Regions from separate parts of the Rattus norvegicus genome. Here region 1 is linked to region 2. Evidence: chromatin contacts called from public HiChIP or PLAC-seq data. All regions are on one chromosome and are shown on one strand. The core of a region is the stretch at or near the end of the contact, and the rest is flanking DNA. Distances in the headings are between cores, read along the strand shown. Region 1 has its middle 26 kb from the start of Stk32a. Region 2 has its middle 89 kb from the start of Ppp2r2b.

Region 1 (2,700 bases), core at 84-2,583, 230 kb before region 2:
ACTAACAATAATTTTAAATAAAAACAAATTATTTCTACATATAAAAATCAAGGAGAAACATCTAAGGTAAAACCCATTGTGAATGGGGCAGATGACTCTGGAAGTAATGTTTTAAAAGCTGTTCATGGAAAACATACACACACACACACACACACACACACACACACACACGCGCGCGCGCGCGCTCACGCACACGCACACGCACTGCACCCATAACATGCACAGAGAAATCTAAATCTTACATATGGGAGAAAACATTGATATTTGTCTTTTTATTTTGATCCAGTCCACTTAATACACTGATCTCCAGTTCCATATTTTCCCATGAAAATATCAAGATTTCATTTTTCTTTATAACCGGGTGCACATAGAATACAGCAACTTATAACTCAGGCTTATTGATGAGGAAGTAGATTCCAATAGCTTAGCGGGTAGATATGTGCCCAGCTCTAGTGATTAAGGCTTATTACAAATATAAAAGTTGTGTCTCTTTTATCTGGGAACTGAATGAACAAAGGCAGGGTAGAAACCCCTGCTTGAAATTAAATAATTTCTATAGTGCTCTAACTCATGTTGCAACTTAATCTCATCCTGCTAATGGTGAGAGGGAACTTTGAGTGAGGAGGTTATCCTATGAGCGGTTTGCTCCCACCAAGAGGAGAGAGATTTTAGATTCCTTTAACCCCGTATGCTTACACCCACCTCCTTCCTCACAGAAGAAGGCTCCAAGGATCATCTAGGAAGCCAAGACCTCACCCTCACCAGACTTGGTCTTACAGATGCCCAATCCCTATAAGAAATGAGTGTCTATGGTTTATAATTTCCAAAGTCTAAAGCATTTTGTTACAGCAGCAGGAAATGACTAAGACGTTCACCTTCATAATTTACACTATATTTCCCACATAGCGACCAGTTCATAAAAGTATAAATCATATCATAAAAATATAAACTTGATTGTTAACAGTCCTTTGGTGATTGCCTGTTTTTGGAATGCATACCAAACTCACCACAATGGTTTATGCAACTTGATGTGGTCTAACTCACTGAGATGTGGTTTGATGTGATCTAGCTCACTGAGATGTCTCCCAATTTCTTCATTGCTTAATGCACTTCAGTTACCCTGAGCTGCTTACCCATCCTTGGTTCTTCCCAAGTCCTTATCTGACCAATGCTTTTCACATGCCCACCCTTCTGGCTAGGATCTTCTTTCTTGGTTACTCATAGAAAAAGCTGCTTTTCTCTTTGCTTCAACTCCCCAATAACACAGAGCATCCGTGGTCATCTCCATCAGTGAACGCTCCCCACTCACTATAAAATAGGTTTATTTCCACCATAACCCAAAAGTTTAATTCATCCCAAATGGAAACTACATCCCTAAGACTTCTAAAGAAAGATAAACTCTCAAGAGTAGGCAAGATAGATCCAAATAGCTGTCTATTGGCTTTAAGAGTCATACTGTTTCAGTGGAACAGCACTGGCTGTAAGTGGACAAATTTGTTTCAGTTAAGATAGACTCTCACACTTGAGAGGCTAATGCTATCCCATAATTATTTAAAACTTCATCAAATCTCAAATAAATACTCATAGTATTTGAAATCATATACTTTCTTATAAATATTCTCTTTCTTCCTCAGAAAGTATTCCAAGTGACTTGCCAAACCACTGGTCAATAGAATGCTCCGTCCTTGGTGAAATAGAGCAATCTCTGTAGTAGATTTCCTTTGTTCTGGTCTTCAGATATATAAAAAGAGAAGATGGGCCTGACAATAATGCATTTAGCTGGAAATAAGATGTGAATTCTGGGAAAGCAATCTAATTGCCCAGTTGGAAGCTATCCCAGATCTGCAAAGCTTACTCTTTAAAATAAAGGACCATGTTCTAAGAAATTGAAAGGCTGCCTGTAAATCACAGTGATTTCCCCTCCCATCTCAAGAATGACAGGTTCTGTTATACAGGAAATAAATCATCTCAATCTTGTTAAGTTCTCAGTGCAGAACCACAGCAAACAAAGCCTGTAACCATCACACACTGATCCACTTACTGCACATGGACTAACTTCACATGTTCTATTACTCTGTGCTTAGTGACCTCAGTCCTGCCATGGTGCTAAGTACTGTGTGCTCCTTGTATTTTTCGTTTTCTACAGAAGCCCTATTTCTTCCACCCAACAGATTATACTTAGCCTTGAGACTGGGGATGACTTGGCCAACACAAAACAATTAAGAAGAATTAAAGTCGAGACCCTATCTCAAGTATGGTGCAACTTTAGAACCCCAAACACAAGCGTTTCCATTACACTCACTGACTCAGGGAAACAGTATAGCATGATGCCACGTTCTCAGAAAAAAAGTAATACTACCATAGCCTTGCTTTCTTTATTATTATTATTATTATTATTATTATTATTATTATTATTGGGTTGCTTACTAGATAGAAGTATAAACAGAAATCTAGGTAGGTTTTCATTTTTACAACCCATATAAAACTGTAAAACCAAAATATGGTTGAAAATTTAACAAAGAAAACAGACAAAATACAAATGGACAAAATTTAGTGAAGGAAGTGGGTCTCATTTTACAGAAATTAAACTGTCACTCACAGCAAAGGTATGATGGTGATTTCCATTCATGATGCTTTGTGCAATGTGGGCCAACATGACTTGATTTACCAGGAGCTTTCTATTGAAAACAGAAAGATCTG
Region 2 (2,700 bases), core at 52-2,551:
ACCTACCTTTAATGCTCCCCAGTGTTTTAATAGTCCTTCTTACAAAGTGTCTCACACACAGACAGTTCTTTCTCAGCTCAAATTGGAGTCTTTCAGGTGTGGATGTCTCTGGAGTTGACCAGTGTCACCTTCTGGAATCTGGAATTGCTGCAAGGCGGCTGTTCATCACAGTATTGTCTAAAATCAGAGTACAGAACCCAAGGTTAACTGTATTTAAAGCAAAAAGTAAGTGCCAGAAACACATCCTTTTCTAACTGCTACAGTCAGTGTTAGTTATGCTCTAGGGACCCTAGATATTTGTATTCTGCATCTCGTCAAACACCACACCCAGTGACTTTAAAGTTGGCCAGAGTGTGTGTTTCTGAAAATTGGCAAACACTGAAAACCAGTGTTTGATTTACTGTTTTGTTTGTGTAGATTTAAAATACTAATGGAGGGACATAAATAATGAAGATTAAACTCAGAGATGTGCCATTGTGTCTGAATTCCTCCAGAAATGGTTGAGTCTGGTCCTTCCGTGCTGACACAATCATCTCATTTGACAAGTTATTGGAGTCATTGACAAATGTCATTGGCCTGTCTCTACACTTTCTTTTTTGTCTTACACATTAAAATGGGGAGGTGTCATTCAGCATTCATTCAGCACAACCCTGAGCACCTGTATTTCACCAACCACCAATGCATCCCTTGTCTAACTCATTTTGATGTCCCAACCTCTGGTGACAACCTGAAATAGACTGAGTTCTTGTTGCTAGATATTTATTCAAAATGTCTGAATACAGAGGTGCGTGCATATACTGAAGTATGTGTGAGTTAATATGATGAGACACAGAATTCCCTTCGAATATTGTTGCCTGGTGTTTCAAAGGAAGAGTTTAAGCAAGAAGGGAGTTGTCTGAACTGTTCCTCTTGGAATGACTTTGCCACTATCTTTGGATGATGGCCCCTTTGCTCAGATCTGGTGATCTGGGTCGTGCAATTTAATATGCACACAGAGGCAACTTTCCCAAAAGGCATGCGGGTGGCCCCCAAATAACTTAATTACTATGTAACTGGTAGGGTTATCCTAGATTCCTGAGGCCACACTTGCATCCCTCAGTGGTATGTGTTCCTTACATAAGCTGAGTGGGCTGCCTTTGGGAAAGGTCCAAGGAATCAAAGGGAAATTTTTTTTCTCTTCTCCATCGCTAGCTTACTTGCTGCAGTGAAGATATTTTTGGCTCTTGGCTGAGCTGGTCTCTCTTTTTGGCCCGTGTTCCCATAGGGAATTGCTGTTCCTACAGATGGAAACTAATTGAAGAGTAGCCGTAGGCTGAGACTGCAAACACAGAGGGAAGGGATGCTAGCTGCAGGATGCCCTGCATCCCCATGAGTACCAACCATGGTGCAGTTTCTAAGCTGCATAATTCTGGGAAGTGCTGTTACCATACCTGGAGATTTTTTTCCTAGGGCAGCCAAGGGAATAAACAGGACTTGTTTACTAATGGAGTGCCAGAGTTTGAGAGTGTATCTTGGAGGCCAGCTACCTACAATTGCTCAAACCAGGACTCAGATTTTGATCTGGGTTACCATGGGGAAGTTATTTAGCCTCTCAGAGCCAGGGTTCCTTGCTACAGAGATGGTAGAAATGGGAAAGGTTGTATTGGGCTATGCTAACATTAATGACTGCCATCAATGCCTACACCACAGTACCTCAGTGAATCACACAGTGCTTACATTTGATGTCAAGGCACTCGAGACAGCTAACAGTCAAGAGAAACATGACTACAGGAAATCCAGCTTAGACTTCTCCTGAAAGCAAGTTTCTCTCAGAAGCTCTGACAAAACTCGTCTGGATTTATAGGACAGAAATGTAAAATATTCATGTTCATTCTCATGTCCAAACCTATGTACTACAGGGAAGGGACCAGAGCCCTTCAAACCCAGAGAGATTTTAAGCCTGAGTGGAGTGTCTTAGGGGAATTGCTTTCAGATCTGTACAATGGGTGTTTTGTGACTATTATAAGAGACAGGGTCGAATGAGTCCTGGAGGTGTAATTCTGACAAAGAGGAACTGTGATTGTTGGCCTAAGAAAATTGCTTCTGGGATCTAGACATCTCTGATCCTAAAAGGCAGTGACATTACCCTTACCAACCCAGGTGACTACAAAGATTAAAGGAGGTGATATATGCAATTATACACCTGGAAAATTAGGACGAATAGCTGTGCTTCTGGCCATTGCCATCATTAACGTTTTCTACTGGCTAAATATGTTTTGATCACCTAGTATGGCCAGGCAGACCTGTAATGAGTGTGAGATAGACCTAAAGGGAGAGGCTGCTCAGCTTTGCACTCTGAAAGAAAGCTTCCTTCCATCCTAGTTAGGGATAGAGGACACACACACACACACACACACACACACACACACACACACACTCACCTGAAAACATAAGTAAATAACTCACACGATCATAGGCTTCGTCTGTAAAGATATCTAAGACGAGGTGAAGGCTATCTTTGGGTCAAATTACCTGGCCATCGCCAATCCTAAAGGAAAGACCAGTTTTATCTCTGCATCCATTTGAAAGTCTCCTTGCCAGCAGAAATCCCCACATATCTACCTGAACATGACTCCAAATTAAGAAAGCGAACCCAGACACAACCACCATAGTGTAACGGCTGTCTTCTTTATAAGACCAGATGGCCAGATGGATTTTCTT

Evidence for each region. HiChIP or PLAC-seq counts read pairs in DNA pulled down with a chosen protein or histone mark.
Region 1: a contact with region 2 is called in an H3K27ac HiChIP or PLAC-seq map of oligodendrocytes, with 6 times the contacts expected there. The contact joins two enhancer-like sites. A contact is called at or near these places in 3 of 12 Hi-C or Micro-C datasets (the A7r5 cell line, Schwann cells and prefrontal cortex) and 1 of 1 datasets of contacts at active chromatin or transcription factors (oligodendrocytes).

The regions. Positions count from the first base shown.
Region 1 is chr18:35,482,799-35,485,498 of GRCr8, reverse strand. No RefSeq gene overlaps it. Among named protein-coding and RNA genes, the nearest start is that of Stk32a, 26 kb to the left of the region's middle. Within about 2 kb of position 1,333, at least 1 of the 93 cell types and tissues checked has an H3K27ac peak or open chromatin away from gene starts, as enhancers often do.
Region 2 is chr18:35,252,747-35,255,446 of GRCr8, reverse strand. It overlaps a transcript of Ppp2r2b not described here. Among named protein-coding and RNA genes, the nearest start is that of Ppp2r2b, 89 kb to the right of the region's middle. Within about 2 kb of position 1,301, at least 15 of the 93 cell types and tissues checked have an H3K27ac peak or open chromatin away from gene starts, as enhancers often do.